Regions from separate parts of the Mus musculus genome. Here region 2 is linked to region 1. Evidence: chromatin contacts called from public Hi-C data. All regions are on one chromosome and are shown on one strand. Each heading gives the region's core, a stretch centred on a gene start, on an enhancer-like site or on the middle of the called end of the contact. The rest is flanking DNA. Distances are from core to core; before and after follow the strand shown.

The links. A called contact is a pair of places that touch in the nucleus more often than the background predicts.
Region 2: a contact with region 1 is called in a Hi-C map of rod photoreceptor, with 2.2 times the contacts expected there. The contact joins the promoter of Grk1 here to the enhancer-like site in region 1. A contact is called at or near these places in 1 of 39 promoter capture datasets (the 3T3-L1 cell line), 2 of 484 Hi-C or Micro-C datasets (nephron progenitors and rod photoreceptor) and 3 of 9 other capture datasets (adipose tissue, liver and pancreatic islet).

Annotation. Positions count from the first base shown.
Region 1 is chr8:13,350,514-13,356,232 of GRCm38.p6, reverse strand. The region is part of intron 2 of Tfdp1 (transcription factor Dp 1); the gene reads right to left. Among named protein-coding and RNA genes, the nearest start is that of Tfdp1, 15 kb to the right of the region's middle. Within about 2 kb of position 3,427, at least 86 of the 459 cell types and tissues checked have an H3K27ac peak or open chromatin away from gene starts, as enhancers often do. A contact at or near this core is called in liver and rod photoreceptor, where this site is marked.
Region 2 is chr8:13,402,998-13,408,716 of GRCm38.p6, reverse strand. Grk1 (G protein-coupled receptor kinase 1) reads right to left here and starts at 3,636. Exons shown (of 7, transcript NM_011881.3): 1 at 2,901-3,636; 2 at 789-916. The coding sequence starts at 3,599.

The DNA.
Region 1 (5,719 bases), core at 2,178-4,677:
AACCTAAGATACTGGTTGGGTGGGTAAGGCCAGTAGGCAGGGCCTGGTGAAGCCACAGGGCTCAGGGAGGGGTTTAATGCAAGAAATGAGCAGGGCTGAGACTTGGTGGCTGCGTGAGCCCAGTGGGTAGAGCTGTATGAGGTAATCCAGGTGGAGAAGAACCCAGTGTAGGCTGATGGGGACACAGCAGCCCACAGCTGACAGGCCTGCGCTTCAGTGTTAGCACAGCTGCTTCCAGCCATGTTCACGGTCTCAGGCTCCAACTCCGGCACTACCGAAACGAAAAAGCAAACACTTAAAAAACCATTCTAGGTACAAGGGACAAATTGAGAGGACCAGGTTGGGAAGCCAGTAGAGTAAATCTAGGAGATTAGAAACACAGCAGGCAGGTAAGGTCCCCTAGCCCAGGGCAAAAGGAAGATTAGGATGGGCGGGCATGAAGTTACAGCAGGATGGGTGAGACCTGCAGGCGCAATGATAGAAAAACGAGGCCTTGTCTGTAGGTCCACATCACAAGAGGCAGGAAAGAAAGAACAGTAGGCAGGCTAAGATGTCTACAGTCAATGAGTAAAACCAGGGAAATGCCAGAGGTTGAGGCCACAGAGGTTAGGGCCAGGTGGGCACAGCCAGGTGGGTAAACCAGGATGTTAAGACTGAGCAAAGAAGACCAACAGATGGGTACAGCCCGGCATGAAACTGCAGGGAAATCTGTGCTATGAACAAGAAGTTCTGAAGCTGAATGCCAAAGCCAACCACATTAGGCAGGCTAAACAGACGCAGGCTGGGGCTAACACCAGGTGGGCCAGGCCAGCAGGAAAAGAACGGCTCGGAGGCAAAGGCCAAGCCCCCAGGGCCAGTGAGTCAGCCCAGGTAGATACAGCCTGGAGATTTGGAACAGGTCTAGTGACCCTGAGTCCCAGTTTTAGCAATTATAACAATTATAGCTCAAAGCAGTGTTCACTTCCCAGGCTCCATCAGCACCACGGGCTTAGGAGGGGGTGGGGCTCCTGGTACAGTCACCACACATTATTCCTATCTCAGCCTCTATGTGTCACCACTGGCTGGATCTGAACAAGTAGGATCATTCTGTCACCTACTGACTATACCACCCAACCCCCCCTTCATCCCCCCCCACAGCTTTTGTTCTACAGAGAGCTGCAGAGCAAAGTCAGCAAGCTACTTCTTTGCAAGTATCCTTCCTGACCACTGGCTTGCCCACCCATGCAGTGCAGGGCAGAGTACCCTGGGGTGAGCCTGGGAGAGCAGCAGCCTTTGCTGTCACTGGCAGAAAAGGCAAATGCGGACACTCTGGACCGAATCACCTCTCCTTGTCCATCAGGGAGTCCACCACACAGGAGTACTGCCTAGGAATACAGCAGCTAACAGACAACCCAGTGCTGGGATTCAGCCCTGCGCCATGTTTGTGTCTGTAAGTTTCATTATATTACCACTCACAGAAACCAGTCTGACATCCACCACAGTACAGATCATCCCGAGGTAAAGGAAGGCAGGGTGGACAGGCGCCCTAGCCAGTCCCTCAGCCGCCCTGCGCTCCTCCTCCTCCCAGGCCACACCCAGCCTTGACACGGGGCCTACCATCCCATCGCAGCTGTGGATGCTGCCTCACTGGAGGGAGAGACGACACTCGAGAGACACAGATGGTCCACTTAACATCCACCTGACCCAATAGGGTCGCTCCCTCAAAATCAGTCCTCCTTCCTTAAACAGGCCTCATAGAGCTCACTGGCCAGGAGCAGCCAGCAGAACCTGTGCAGGGTCAGACACGTAGTGAACAGGCAGATTTTTTCCACAAGTCTCAGTGTGGCGCCTGATGGTTCAAAGGTAATCGTGAAGCAATGGACCAAGATGAAGGAAAGAGGAAGCCATGAAGCCAGGGAGGACTGCCCAACTTAAGTCTGTCCCCCACCATCCATCCATGTCTGCAAACAAGGGTAACTATATCCCCCGAACCCCAAGTAAGCACCCCCACGAAAGCTGTTCTGCTTAGCTGTATCCCACAGGGTCCCCTGTATAGCTCCCAGGAGGGGCTATCCTTTACTACAGTGAGCTCAACAACACCCCGACTACTTCTCACTACCTGCCAGTTGTACCTCCCAGCATGACAAACAAAGTATCTCTAGATTGCAAAACTGCCCTCAGTTGAGGACTGCTGGCTTTTGGGCATGATTTCATGACAATGCTTTGAACAGATCTGTTTTCCAGAGCCAGCAGTAAATACACAGCTTTATCCTCGGCCCCTTTTCAAGTAGGGGCCTGAGATCAATAGATAAAATCCTACCCAAGGGGGCTGGAGAGATGGCACAGTGGTTAAGAGCACTGGCTGCTCTTCCAGAGGTCCTGAGTTCAATTCCCAGCAACCACATGGTGGCTCACAACCATCTGTAATGCAAACTGATGTGTCTGAAGACAGCTACAGTGTACTCATATAAATAAACTAATAAATAATTCTTTTTAAAAAATCTGAACCAAAAGACCCAGCAAAAGGCTCCTGGAGCCAGCTAAGGCCCTCCGCAGCTTGTCCCAGCGTTTCACGAGCAGAGGCCACTCTTTCATAACACATGGTGTCAACATCAAAAAGGAAACGCAAGCTCTCCTGTCCATAAAGGAAACTAGAAAACAAAACCACTGGGGGTTCTCTTCATAGAGATCTGAAGACCAGCAAAAAAGTCTCTGTGTAGCTGACTCTAGAGGCCAGCAGCCTTCAGCAGAGACCTGACCATGCCAGGAAGCTTGCTACATTTACGCTGGCATTCGGTACCCCAGACCACAGTGTTCGGTGGAAGACAACCTCCCAGAACAATCTGCTACAGTCCAAATGTCTGCCTCCCACACCCTTCAGTAGAGATAGGACATTTAGGAAATGGTGAAGCTGAGGGGCAGAGCCTTTGCGATAAGATTAGGCCCACAAGAGGCACCCAAAGAGCTGTGCCCTTTCACCATGTGGGGACACAGCAGAGAAACCACACGAACATTACTCCTTTGGAGAAAAGGCAGCCATAAGCCATTGCTAAGCACTAAATCTGCCTTTGATCTTGGGCTTGCAAGGAGATTCCATTATATCTTTATTACAGCAGCTCAAATGGACTGGGACAGATGTCTCCCAGCTCCTGGCCTGACTGAACTGAACGCTATAGCACAAACTGAAATGCTAGTACAACCTTTGCAGTCAGCATGTTCTCTCTGGGAAGCAGGCAGCCTGGTCACAAGAACGCGTGAGCAGCCTGTGGTGGGCAGGGGAGATTCCCGTCACAGAAGTAGGCAAGACTCCAGAGAGCTTCAAATCCATACAGTGCTCAATCATAAGACAAACATCCCCAGTCACAACACTCAATCCTGGCCCACAGAGGCACAGGACCAGAGATGTATGGACACCGCTACCTTCAGCCACTCGGCTCTAAGGATGTCTGTCACACAGCACCAGGTGACTCACAGCCAAGCGTGAGTCATGGAGCATATTCCAAAGGACCCGAACAAGTCTGGGTTTATATAGGGTGGACACTACGCACTACAGCTCTGGGATTCTATGACCAGAATGCATAGTTATACTCATGTGTACATACACTCGAGCTGCACCCACCCTGCCTGGAGGTGATTACAAAGTATAGTAAACCAGAGACTGATGGACAAGAGCAAAAACCATCCTTAGCCTTCCCTGCAACAGAGAGTTCCTGATGCAGATTCAACTCATCAGGGGGACTGTGACAGGGCCACACAGCACAACAGGAGTGGCTGCTACGTGAGCCGTACCCTTCTCTGCCTGTCACTCCTGACTCTAGGAGGAAGGGCAGCAAAGAGAAGACCTGCTGCGGCTCCCCTCCCCTTCCCTCCCCTCCCAAATTAGGGCCACAATGGAACACCAAGTAGAGGCCAGATGCGACTGTGATGGAAGGTGGCAAAGAATAGCAATGAGTACCAACCAAGCAGATACTCTAGAGGTCACACCAGGTACACCCAAGGCTATAAAGTTGCAGCTGGTCAGTGGCAACATGACTCACAAGGTCCTCGGCAACACCTCCACCCCTCTGCCCACTTTCTATTAGTACATTAGACACTGAAGTAATTACTCTAGACTTTGCTCTCCTGTAATACCTTTAAGCTGGAGAGCCCAGGCACCTTCCAGGGAGAGAACATTAACTGCTCTGCGGACACTGGCTGGTTTCTTCAGTGTATCCTGCTCTAGGCAGGCCTGTAGTATAAACAGCAGCAGCAGCAGATGACAATGACCACAATGATCATGGTGACCACAACCACCCCTTCTTGAGGACAATGATGGACAGTCAACTCACCAACAGCAAGCAGCAGAGAGCAAATCTTGCTGGTGCTTGCCAATAGTCAGCTTTCACAAACATGACAGCACCAACCTCAACGACAGCCCAGAGTGGCCACAGTCATCACCAGTGACCACAGTCTCAGCCCCGCAGCTGTGCGTAGCAGATGCAGACTGAAAGCAGAGATGTCCTATGCTACTGCTGCCCCCAGCCGCACCCCAGGTTTCATTCAAGGGGATTCTCCCAGGGGATGGCCTGCCACTCTTCCCTGAGAGCTTCCCGTTTACAACTGGTTCATTTCTCTACCAGCAAGTTTATCTCTCTCCTCTGCAGGACACCTGTCTGGTGGGTGTGGACACTGCCTGGAAGCCTAAACACTGACTCTAAGCAGGAACAATGTTGACTATGAAGTTGAAAGGCACAAAACAGCATCCCAGCCATGAAGCAGTAGTAAGGTCCTGCCAGGGGAGCCCATCCCCTGGCATCCTTGGCATCACATCTGGGCTTCCCTGATCTGGCATTTTCTAAGCCTCCCACTTGTCCTGTGTCCGCTTATGTTCACCCCAAGTACAGAGACAAGAGGTCACAAATACAAGCCCTCATAAAAACCACTAGGAAAAGTGTTATCTCCATGCTTTCCTGTTTCACCAGCCAAAATCTATGAGCAGAGTTAAGAATTAAACCCCCTCTACAACAACCATGAGAACAGCAATCTCCTTAGGAAACATGCTGAGCCAGGCAGAGACCTCTTGCCATCTTTGGGGACACAGAAGACAAAGGAGTAGGAAAGTAACAAGCAGATGTTAAAAACTACATTGTGTCATAAATACACAGTGTGTGGGTGGCCTAAGGGACCAGAAGCCAGCTCTGAGGATGCCTGGAAGAGAGGTCCCCAGGTCACCTGTCAGGGAGCCTGCAGCACACACCTGGCAAGCCTGCCTGTCAACCCCACAGCCTTGCAACAGCAGACTGTGTTCTCCCGGGAACTCTACTTGTTTGTCTTAATAGTTGAAAGTTACTTTCTCCCAGATGTCAGGAGACAGACCCGTAAATACTAGCCCTTCCACACAGGTGCCAGGCCAGGGGTGACAAGCTTTCAGAGGATTGTACACATGTATGGCCTGCTTTGTGGTCTCAACTCTCTTGAGTGACATCTTTCTACACAGTGTAGGTGAGGGAGAACTGGAGTAAATTCATAACCTAGGGAAAGTGGCCACTGACCTCACTAGACACAAAACACATTGAAACTTCAGAGCTTGCTGGAGCTAAGCCCTGGCAAGGTTGGGCCTAGTGCCTACCGCTAATCTCCACTCCTGTCAGCATGGCCACCACCTTCCAGCATTCTTGCTGCGGTGGTCAATCAATGTCTGCCCAAGTGTATACAGAGCTGCGCATCTGGCTTTGGCTAGAGGATGCCGTTCAGGATCAGC
Region 2 (5,719 bases), core at 2,387-4,886, 52 kb before region 1:
CTGCAGACTAGGGGTTTGGAAGAAAATCAGAGGGTCCCTGGGAAGGGGGTGGGGACAGAACTTGCAATAATGCCTCAGCATTCCTTACAGGCCTCTTCCCCTTCTCAAAGATGGGTTATCTAGACCTAACGTTATTCATCTGAAGAAAAGGCAGTTGGCTTTGCTGGGGTGGCAGTGAGCTGAGAGACACAGGGATTTGCAAGTTACAGCTCCCTTTAGTAGCACTCTGCATTCCCAAGGCACCCCAGGGTCTCACTGTGTAAGCCTTGTGTACTAGGTACCCAGGGGTCTCATGGAGCTAACCATGTGTGTCAGCTACTCCAGGGACTCACCTCCTCATCCTCCTGACACTGACTTGGTCACTATTGTTTGTCTCTATTTTACAGAACAGGAAACTGAGCTAAGAGTGGTGAAGTCACCCAGCCAAAGAAAGCCATTAACCTAACATCCCTAAGAATGCAGGACCAACCTCTGAGCACCGTGAGGCGTGGCTAGCCCAGGCGCCATCAGAGTGGGTACCCTCCTACTCTAGGCAAGCCTCTAGACAATCATCCAGCTCTCTAGACCTATAGCATTGGACACCGATGGAATTGTTAATGTTCACTTCTTAGCCCTCTCGACTTACAGTATCCCACCACAGCTATCTACGACATCACATGCCCTCTGTCGCCTGTCCCCAGTAATCACGGAGAGTCGTAAGCGTGTACAATGACAGGCAAACCCCAAGTCCTGGACCCCACCAGACGTGAACCCTAGTTGAAAGCAGTCCCAAGTCCGGACACCTTTACCTCACGTCACCTCCGTTCATGATGGTCATCACCAGACAGAGGTCCGTCTTGGTCTCGAACGCATAGGCCAGAGACACAATGAACCTGCTGTGTACTTTAGTCAGAATCCTCTTCTCAACAATGGCGCCCTGGAAGCAGAGTTGTGATCTTCAGTCCTCGGGAATACACTGTGGAGAGCAGCCTGCATGCTGGGCACAGCGCGGGACAGGCTTGCAATCTGTCTGAAATCTGCTACGCATTCACTCAGGGACATAGCCTTGGCATTGACTGGGACATCTCTGTCACTGCCCTGTCCACCCTCCCCTCCCCTGCACGACCATAGCCCCACCATCCAGTTCTTGCTTGCATCCAGACAGCTCCCAATGCAGCCTGACCTTCCAGGAGAGCCTGCTTTATGTGAGAACCGCAGGTCATGTCCCCTGGGGATACTAAAGTCTGAAAAGTGTTATATGGGGTTACAGGTCTGTGTGGGTGGCCCAGAACTCCAATTACAGTTCCAGAAAGCTGCAGTTATTTGTGTGTTTGTCATTTTGAGACATGGGCTCACTGTGTAGCCCTGGCTCTCCTAGAACTCTCCATGTGGGCCCAGTGTGAGTTCAGTACTCATACAAGCCCAGCCACCACCTCTACCTCTAAAGGTGTGTGAGACCATACACAAGCTTAAAGGTGCTATTTTTTTTAAGTATGCAGTTTTGTCCCTTTTAATTGAGATACTTTATTTTTAATTTATTTATTTTACGTATGTGAGTACACTTTAGCTGTCTTCAGACACACCCGAAGAGGGCATTGGATCCCATTACAGGTGGTTGTGAGCTACCATGTGGTTGCTGGGAATTGAACTCAGGACCTCTGGGAGAGCAGTCAGTGCTCTAAACCACTGTGCCATTTCTCCAGCCCCTAATTGAGATACTTTAAATAAAAATGAAAAAGCTAAATCATTTTCCAATTTTATGAATAGTTCCAAATTCAAAACAAAATCAGTCACCATGGCCTTTTTTCTAAAAGGCCCTATTTTCTAAAAATATACCTTCAGCAGGGCCGTGGTGGCGCACGCCTTTAATCCCAGCACTCAGGAGGCAGAGGCAGGGGGAACTCTATGAGTTTGAGACCAGCCTGGTCTACAGAGTGGATTACAGGACAGCCAGGTCTACACAGAGACATCCTGTCTTGAAAAACAAGGGGGGGAAAAGAAGAAAAAGAGAAAAGGAAGGAAGGAAGGAAGGAAAGGAGGGAGGGAGGGAGGGAGGGAGGGAGGGAGGGAGGGAGGAAGGAAGGAAGGAAGGAAGGAAGGAAGGAAGGAAGGAAGGAAGGAAGGAAGGAAGGAAGGAAGGAAGAAACTCTATCTTCCACATTCCATGACCTCTTTCTCTCTTCTGTCATACGTTACATCCTAAACATAGTTTTTCCTCCGTCCACTCCTCCCTGTCTCTCCCCGCTCTCCCTTCTCCCATAAAGATCAACATTTAAAGATCAACATTAGACCACCATGAGGTGCATCTCCAAGGCCCCTGGTAAAGACCCCTGGATTTGCCTGACACCTCTCCACTTGCACCTGCTATTTGAACAGGGACCTGCTGGGGGCTAGCATTCATCCCTAAGAGTTTCACAGCATTATCTGTACTGTACAGCCGGGCTGTGGAGGGCTGTGTTCCCTGGACAATAAGCTGCTTTCGCTGATCCTGCCTTAATTAGACACTGACGCCATCAAAGGAGGAATGAAAACATGGCAGCCTGCCTATGTCCTCCACTCATTCTTGTCCCCTAGAAACCTGTGTTCAGGAAAAGTGGTCCTGCACTGCGGCATCACAGATGGCTTCTGCCGCTTGTGAACAGTACCTGATGATGGAAGACTGCCTCACTCTCCTGTATGTAATCACAACAGGAGCCAGAATGTACAGAGAGGTTTCTAGATAACTAGGTACATGCTCCATTGCAGCTCTCCCTCTGAACTGCTCCTGAGCATGGTACAGATGGACTATAGCCCTGCCAGTGGCGGCCTGTGTCGGGGGAGTCCAAATGGCAGCACACATGCGCAGTAGCTAAGGCCCGTGTAGACCTCCGCAGGAAATTCCTCTAGCCTAAGGGCATCCTACTGCTTGCTGGGCTCCCTACCTGGTAGCCCTTCCTCTTCTTCAGCCGTTTCTTGTTGAGCTTCTTGCAGGCATACATCTTGCCAGTCGCCTTCATCTGACAGGCAGACACTTCCCCGAAGCCCCCCTTTCCCAGGACCCTGAAGTCCAAGAACCAGTCTTCACCTATGGGCTGGGCTTCCAACCACTTCCACTGAAGAAACCGCAGGAAATACAAGCTTTCTAGGTACTCCTGGAAGGGCGCCTGGCTCAAGTGCTCCATTGTGGCCTGGAGCAAAGGCTGGAAGAGGCCGTCCTGGCTCCCAGTTGGCCCTTCTTTCACCCTTGTCACCATGCCCTGGTCCAGAAAGTTGCAGAAGAGTGTGCCCTGTGGGTCCAGGTACTCAGCCAGGATGGCTTGTGCCTTCTGTGGCCTCAGGTCATCATCAGCAGTGTCATAGTCCTCAATGTCCTTCCAGAGCTCCAGAGCTGGCACATGTCTCTCGTCTGTCTTCAAGAACTGTTGGAAGAGCCTCTTGCCGATGGGTTGCTCTGAGCACAGGCTCTCAAACTCCAAGCTGAGGTTGTCACGGAGACCCTCACACTTGGACAGTGGGGGCAACCGGAGCTTGGCCAGATATTTCTTGTCTCGGGAAGACGGTGTGCTGCTTCCGTCAAAACTGCCCCGGGCAGCGATGAAGGCAGAGTTGGCCACCACGGTCTCCAAGGACCCGAAATCCATCCTGCTGATGCCCTGTGTCCACTTCAAGTATTAAGACCCATAAGCTGAAGTCATTCTCAAGGCACCAGCAGCCAAAGCAGGCTTGACCCTACGCCCTTGGCCTATGGCCTGTCCCTGCCCTTGTAGGACAAGGGAGATATGCAGCCTTGGCCAGGGTGCTTGGGAACCCACTGAGAGGCCCAGGGAGACCAGGGCTGACAAGTATCTAACTAAATCCCAGCCCTGGGGTCACTGAGGACACCTTAGGGGTGACCAGAAGGTGCCAGAAAAAGACAATCCCCTAAGCTGCTCCAAATCGGATTAGAGTTCAGCTCAGTTGTCTCCCTCTGGTGCTGCCTTCTTGCTCCCTAGGGAAGGGCACACCAAAGGCTCCGGGAAGGCCATAGGGAACAGTTCTATCCTCCCCTGGCCTTGGCAGGTGGACAGGACTTGTCTGTGTCCTGCTGAGACGTGAGTCTGGGGTAGAAGGTAGTCTGTCAGTCCCAGGAGAAACTCCATTTGTATGTGGCTTCCAGGTTGTTTTCTATACGATTTTTTTTAAAGATTTATTTTATTTATGTAAGTACACTGTCACTGTCATCAGACACACCAGAAGAGGACATTGGATCCCATTACAGATGGTTGTGAGCCACCATGTGGTTACTGGGAATTGAACTCAGGACCTCTGGAAGAGCAGTCAGTGCTTTTAACCACTGAGCCATCTCTCCAGCCCAGTCCCCCTGTGCCACCCCCACATACTTTTTAATTTTTATCCTTAAGAAAGTAGCCAGGAAGAAGCCTCCTGATATCAGGAATCTAGAGGGGAAGCCCACAGTGACCAGGGTCCCTGTCTGTAGGCGAAACCGCAGGCACATGTTGAGGAAGCAAGTGTTCTCCTTGCAGACTTGCCAAAGACAGAGGACAAGGATAGGGTACAGGAGACCCACAGGACATCATGTCAAGTTCCCTGTTGAGCCAGAAGATGCATGAGACATGTGCCCAGGGTGCATCTAGGACTCAGGGCAAGGGTGCACCGAAGACAGATATGACACAGCAGGGACTCATCTGGGCATACTGGGGACCCAGCTCAGACCCTGGTCACATCCAGGACACACCTGGGCATGTCACCATCTCCTGGGGACCACGTCTGTCATGTCTGTAGGTACTGCTGACAGTGTGAGGGGGAGCCACAGGAGTGAGCACTTACAGGGAGGAGAAAGGTGTGTGAGAATAAAGGAAACCTGGGAAACCCGAGTCAGGAGGTTAAAGAAATATTCAGCCCACCCCCCTTTCTCTGAAGGGCAGTGGGGCGCTTCAGGTGGGGGCAGGGCCTTCTGTTGTGACTAAGGCCATGAACGGAGAGCCTTCTGGTGAATGACAACCCCCACCCCTGCCACACACACCCACCACCTAGCAAGGGCTTGTGACAGGAAGACTGGCAAGTAAATATTTGAGGTAAACGCGATCTCATTCTCTTGGGGTGACCTGTGCTAGTCCCAGCCCTGCCACCTAAGTAGCTGGTGACCTTGGACAAGACCGTAGCTGACTCCCACACCAATCATGACCAAAGGGGACATGGTGCTTTACCATGGGGTACCTTGCTAGGAGAGCCACCCAGAGCACTGAAATCCATATTCCACCTGCCTCAGAGGGCCTGGGGGAGCTCAGGCCTCCGTCTCTAGCAGGTTCCCAGGTGACTCACATCGAAGCTGCAGAACAGGACCAGGAGAGGGTTGGGGCTGAGGAATCCCAGGCAACCTTCATACCAGGAAGGTCCATGGTAGAAGGGGCTGAGGAGAATTTGCCACCAAAGTAGGATGAGTTCGGTTCCCGGGCCAGACTATTCAGAGGGGGGAGGGTATACTCTCTGAGTATCCTTGTTCAGTTAAACTCTTGAGATAATGGCAGAGCACATACAGTTGTGGGGGTGAGGGAGGAGAGAGGAAGGAGGTAAAGTAGGGAGAGGGGTGCCTCCACAGTAATAGCTCCCCAATTTTCACCACAGCATCTCAGCAGTGGACTCAGCAAGGCACCAGAGCCCTTGAGCTGCCCTTGGTAGACAAAGCCTTTCCCACACCCACTGCCCCCAGGGACCCACAGGCCTGCTCCCTGTGGTTGAACTGTACCACTGGAAGGGGGCT